Linked DNA regions of Zea mays: region 1 is linked to region 2. Evidence: chromatin contacts called from public Hi-C data. All regions are on one chromosome and are shown on one strand. Each heading gives the region's core, a stretch centred on a gene start, on an enhancer-like site or on the middle of the called end of the contact. The rest is flanking DNA. Distances are from core to core; before and after follow the strand shown. Region 1 holds the start of LOC103640517 (extra-large guanine nucleotide-binding protein 1). Region 2 holds the start of LOC100276977.

The links. Hi-C and Micro-C count contacts between places; a contact is called where the count stands out from the background.
Region 1: a Hi-C map of tassel shows a contact between it and region 2, with 3 times the contacts expected there. The contact joins the promoter of LOC103640517 here to the promoter of LOC100276977 in region 2. A contact is called at or near these places in 3 of 25 Hi-C or Micro-C datasets (ear, leaf and tassel).

Annotation. Positions count from the first base shown.
Region 1 is chr1:169,305,805-169,308,504 of Zm-B73-REFERENCE-NAM-5.0, reverse strand. It overlaps LOC103640517 (extra-large guanine nucleotide-binding protein 1), which reads left to right and starts at 1,366. Exons shown (of 8, transcript XM_008663356.3): 1 at 1,366-2,669. The coding sequence starts at 1,653.
Region 2 is chr1:168,978,578-168,981,448 of Zm-B73-REFERENCE-NAM-5.0, reverse strand. It overlaps LOC100276977, which reads left to right and starts at 1,445. Exons shown (of 5, transcript XR_004855378.1): 1 at 1,445-1,822; 2 at 1,909-2,015; 3 at 2,598-2,667.

The sequences.
Region 1 (2,700 bases), core at 117-2,616, 330 kb before region 2:
AGCCATTATTTATGTTCTTTCTACCTCCTAGTCAATGTTTTAATGCCGTTTTGCTGGTTCACTCATAATCCCTCACTCCACTCCAACCATATGTAATGTAAGGGGTTTTGCAAGGGAGAGAGGGCACATAATATGTACCGTAAAATCTTATCTTCAACGTTTCAACATAAACTATGCCACTCAAGATTTGTTTAGTTATCATCTTCACTGCATGCGTTTGGTCGTTCATTGTCATAAACTTATTAGATATAAGTCCACACATATATTCTATAAATAACTCATATATTCATCATACTAACAACAATAACAAATTTGTCACACACTGATTGAATTTTGAGTGGTCGGGTTTGTTGAGAAGAATAAATTTGAAACACCCTATTTCTAACTGGATAGGTAGAAGTAGTTAGTATTCATGTAACATCATGAAATACTCTCCCTTGTTGTATTGCACTTGAAGACGGTGTTGGTTAGTGACAAAACATGAATTAGAAGATTTTGAAGGTATAAGAAGGTTGTATCAGATAGCTCTCATTATATCAAGGACCAGGCAATGAGGTTTAATAATACTATACATAAACAATTATAAATATTTGAAGCATAAGAGATATGACTTTGCTAGCCTCTATCTAGTTATGCCCCGTTTCACCTTTAAATTAGCCCGCCACCACACTCTACAAAAAGATGATATAAACTTATGGTGTCGATGTTTCAATTTTATTGTAACTACATTAGATTACACTTTATCGGTTACCATAATCAATAGTCTTGTCGTCTTCTAGCTTTAGTTGTAAGCATTGTCTGTGTCCCTCCTATCTCCTAGTCGTTGGTCTGCTACTAAACAATCCCACACAACCTATGTGGATATATGACATGTAAGGTCCGATTTGGGAACAAAGTTTCTGAAAACCACAATTTTTGAAATACTATAGTATACTTTAGTTATGACAATACCATAATTTTAAATACTACAGTTTTAGAAACCGATATCCAGACCTAAGTTTAGAATATCTTAAAATAACTAAGATATTTACAATACTTCAGTTTTGAAAACACATATTTTAGCTAGCTTGGCAAACACCATTCTATATAAAAATACTGCAGTATTTGAGCATACTATTCTTCTAAAACCGTGAAAAAACTTTACTTCCAAACACCTCCTAACATAAAATCCCATCTTCAACTGTTTAATCTAAACGACGTTGCTCATGATTATTTTAGTTGTCGTCATTATAGAGTTGTCGATTGCTGCGTGCTAATTAGACACATATTACACACATGTCTTATACATAACCCATAAATTCAAAGTACTAATAACAAAATATTTGTTGCACCAATTAAAACCTAAGGAGCTGTGCTTGCTGAAGAAGAAACAGAAATACTGAAGAGTGTAGTACTCTGTTTCTTGCCGCGGCAGGCAGGACTGGTACACCGGTCCACGGACCCAGCTCACAGTTCACAGGCAAAAGCAGTCGCCTTCTCCATCTCTCCTCCCTTTCGTCTCGCTCCCTCGCGCATGCTCCAAAAAGCAGCTACTCCTCCCCCATCCTGCTTTCCCCTCCTCGTCTAGGGTTTCCCACCCCCATGCCTCTCCCGAAACCCTAGCCGCCGCCTCCTGTTCACTGCTCTCCTCGCCGCTGCAGCCGTTTCCGGCCATGGCCGCTGGAGCCAGCGACTACTCTTTCGCGGCGGAGTACGTTGGCCCGCCACTCCCCTACACGCTCCCGCGCGCCATCCCGCTCGACCTCTCCCGCATCCCGCTCGCCGCGCTGTCTTCCTCGCCCCCGGCCTCCCCCTCCGCCTCCTCGTCTCCACTCCCCGTCGTTCGCCCGCTCACCCCGTCCTCCCTCTGCAACGCCATCCACGCGCACGCCCACCCGGCGCCCCGCTCCGCCGTCCCCGCGCCAGCCGGGGGAGGAGCTGTGGTGGATTCCCCCACCTCCGTCATCGAGAACCACCACGCTGCCGCGCACCACTCCGCCGAGCTCCCCTCTTCCCCCTCCGACGACGAGGCCGCAGGCGACGGCGACGGCGACGGCGGCTCCGAGGCGCTGCCGCTGAAGCCTCGCCACCACCCGCCCGTGGTCACCTTCGCCGAGACCAGCGGCTCCCTCCTCCAGTCCTCTGATGACGAGGACGAGTATGAGGAGGAGGACGACGACGACGACGATGCCGACGCAGGGGAGACTCGGCCCCGTGCTGCTGCCGGCCAGTCGAGCGGCTCCCTCTCCCCTGCGCACTGGAGGGGCGGCAGGACCCGCGGCTGCTACAGGTGCGGAAAAGGAGGCGGCTTCTGGGGCCGCGACAAGGAGTCGTGCCTCGCCTGCGGCGCGCGGTACTGCGTGGGGTGCGTGCTCCGGGCGATGGGCTCCATGCCGGAGGGGCGCAAGTGCCTGGAGTGCATCGGCCGGCCAGTGGCCGAGTCCAGGCGGGACGCGCTGGGGCGAGGGTCGCGCGTGCTCCGGCGGCTTCTCAGCGCAGCAGAGGTGGAGCTGGTCATGAGGAGTGAACGGGAATGCGCGGCAAACCAGCTGCGGGCGGAGGACGTGTACGTCAACGGCTCCAAGCTGTCGCCTGAGGAGCTCGTGGTGCTGCAGGGGTGCCCGTGCCCGCCGTCTAGGCTCCGCCCGGGGTTCTATTGGTACGATAAGGTGTCTGGCTTCTGGGGAAAGGTATGTGTCTGCGACGATTTTAATATTCCTG
Region 2 (2,871 bases), core at 196-2,695:
TTGTTCCTGTCCACTTTGAAGTTGGCCAAGAACTTTGCTTTTGCCTCCTGGATCATCTGCTCCTTGTGCTCCTCGAACTGGAGCTGTTCGTCAGCCGGCAAGGTCTCCCAAGTTGGCTCTATGATGTTGCTTGGGGAAATATCAGAGCTATCCCTTGAATCGACCATTGAGGGCCGATTTGATGAGTCTATATTTGTTTTCCCCAGCGGAGTCGCCAAAAAGTATGTTGACGCCTTTTGGAGCGCCAAACACTCAACAAAAGCCAGCGGTGGTGCTCTCTGGTCAGGCGCGGACGATCCGCGACACAGGGCCGGACGGTCCGCGACCTGACGCGAGGCTAGGGTTTCCTGCCTGACGGCCGGACGGTCCGCGCGTGCGCAGGGGCGGCGAAAGATCGCTGGCGGCGCCTGGATCTCGCTCCCGGGAGGGACCCCGTCGGGGAGTAGAGATCCTAGGTGGTGTCTAGGCTCGGGTAGACCGACCTAGACTCCTCTAATCGACGTAGAGTCGAAGAGAAGCGGAGGATTTGGGGATTGGAAGACTAAACCTAAACTAGACTAGAACTACTCCTAGGATAAAATGTAAATTGTATTGATTGAAGGTTCGATTCGTTGATCAAATCGGCTGTATACCTCTCTATTTATAGAGGAGGGGGGCTGGACCCGTTACAAACAAATTTTCGAGTTTATCCCGAGATTCTCGCCAACAAACATAGCAAGAAACTCGGAACCCTAATCTGTTCTGCGCCTGCGCGGACCGTCCGGCCCACAGGCGCGGACTGTCCGGACCGTGGACTGTCCGGCCCCAGGGCTGGACCGTCCGGCCTTCTCAATTTGGTGCCCAACAGGTGGTTTATAAACGTGATTGTGATGTGCGTATATGATTGTGAATTGTTATGATTTTAAACATAATAAATTAATTTAGAATGGTATAAATGTTTAAGTCTTAAAATTATATATATAACCTTAAAGATTTTCTATATTTTTTGAGTTTTTAAAATGAAATAGTTGTTGGACTGATATACACTGCTGTGTGTTAGTACAGGTACGACATGATTAAGCACTACACCGTCGTGATTGAGCCGATAGCCAGGAATTAGTGTTGCACGGCATAATACTATTACTAATAGTATTTAACAGTGTGGTGCCTAACAGTGATAGAGTCAGTGCCGTATCTGTTCGGCCATCTATACGGAGGGTCACTTGTTTGGTACGTAGTTGCAACTGATCATCTTGGGTGTAAGAAAAATGGATTGATCATTAAGTTTAGATTTTGTTGTTTGATAAACAACCTGGTTATTTAAACTAATGTCGTTGTTTGCTAGTGTATCACTTATTACTACGACAAGAGGCATATTTCCAAATATTTGTGGCATTCTCTACTCTCATACACCCAGGCATGCACACGTACACACGTTCTTCACTTTTTGGACGAAGTGCAGGAAAACGATATCGCTCCCGCCTGTTCAGCAAAGCCCATTTCTTCGGGCCCAATCAGCGCAGAATCCGGTCCACGACGACTCTTCACCCCACCCTCTCCTCCTCCAACTAGTCAGGCTGCTAGTGCTACCTTTCAAAAAACCCCTACATCCTGCCATACATCCATCCGCCGCCGCCGCCGCCGCCATCTCCTCCCACTCTCTTCCCACTCCGACGAAACCCTATTCAGTATCCATCTCTCCATCCATGGCGTGGCGCGGCCCCGCCACCCGGGCCGTCCTCGCCGCCGTCCGCCGCCCGGCAGCGGCCGCGCGCCTCCACGCCCCGCGCCGCCGCGTCCCGCCCGCCTTCGCCACCACCTCCTCCCCGCTCCCGTCCGCGCGGTAAGTTCAGTACAACGCCCCCTACAGCCGTTCGGCTTGGTGGTGACTTGAGCCCGGTAGCTGGGACCGGCGTGTCGTTTCCGCAGGCCTCTGGCGGCGTTGATGGGGTCCCCGGTGACGGTGGCCGCCGTGATGGCGCGTCTCACGGCGCATCCCGGCGCCAGCGCGCGCGCGTGCTGCGAGCTTTCCCAGGGTACGGTACTTCCGCGCGCTTGCCATCTAAACGAAGTCGTGCTACTGTATCTAATGCCATCTGTTTTTTTTTTCTTTATTGGGGGTGTTTGAATGCACTAGAGCTAATAGTTAGTTGACTAAAATTTTGCTAGTGGGATTAGCTAGCTAAGTATTAGCTAATTTGCTCAATTATTAGCTAGCTTGTTTGGATGTCTTTAGCTAATTTTAGCATCAAACTATTAGCTCTAGTGCATTCAAACACTCCCTATATAATGCTGATTTGTGCTTGTTTTTTGCGAATGTGTGTCGCCTGCAAAGTTCACTTGGGACACTGCATGTTGTATTGACTTGCTTCATGGCTTGAAACAAGTGTGGCTTATAAATTGAACGCAGTTCTAGTTTGAGTGAATCCAGTTCTACCGTTGATTGCATGTTTATTTAGGCACTAGGATCATGAAACCAGTAAACTCTTACCTACTGCTGCCAAATTTCAAGCAATGCAGGGGCGCACTAGGGGCTATATGTTACGCATGCCTTATTTTCTACTCTTAACGAAGTTGAGTGGAGCTGATTTAAGGAGATTAAATTTGGGATTTTATAGGGAGTGGGAAAGATGGTTGATGCTGGAGGCTGCCCAACTTGATGGGGACCTTCCGTCCTAGAATGATGATGTAGGTCCCCCCTTTTCAACCCCCATATTGAATTTCACAAGTATATTTGATTAGCTGTGAGCTTGGAATTGTTTCGGAAAAAGAAAGTAAACTCGCGAATATGCCTAGTATCTGGCCTTCGCTTTTAGCAGTAGCACGCTAGTGCTTGTGTTTTTTATTCATCACAAGCCTCTGTGTGCTGCGTTCTTACTTCTTACCATCATT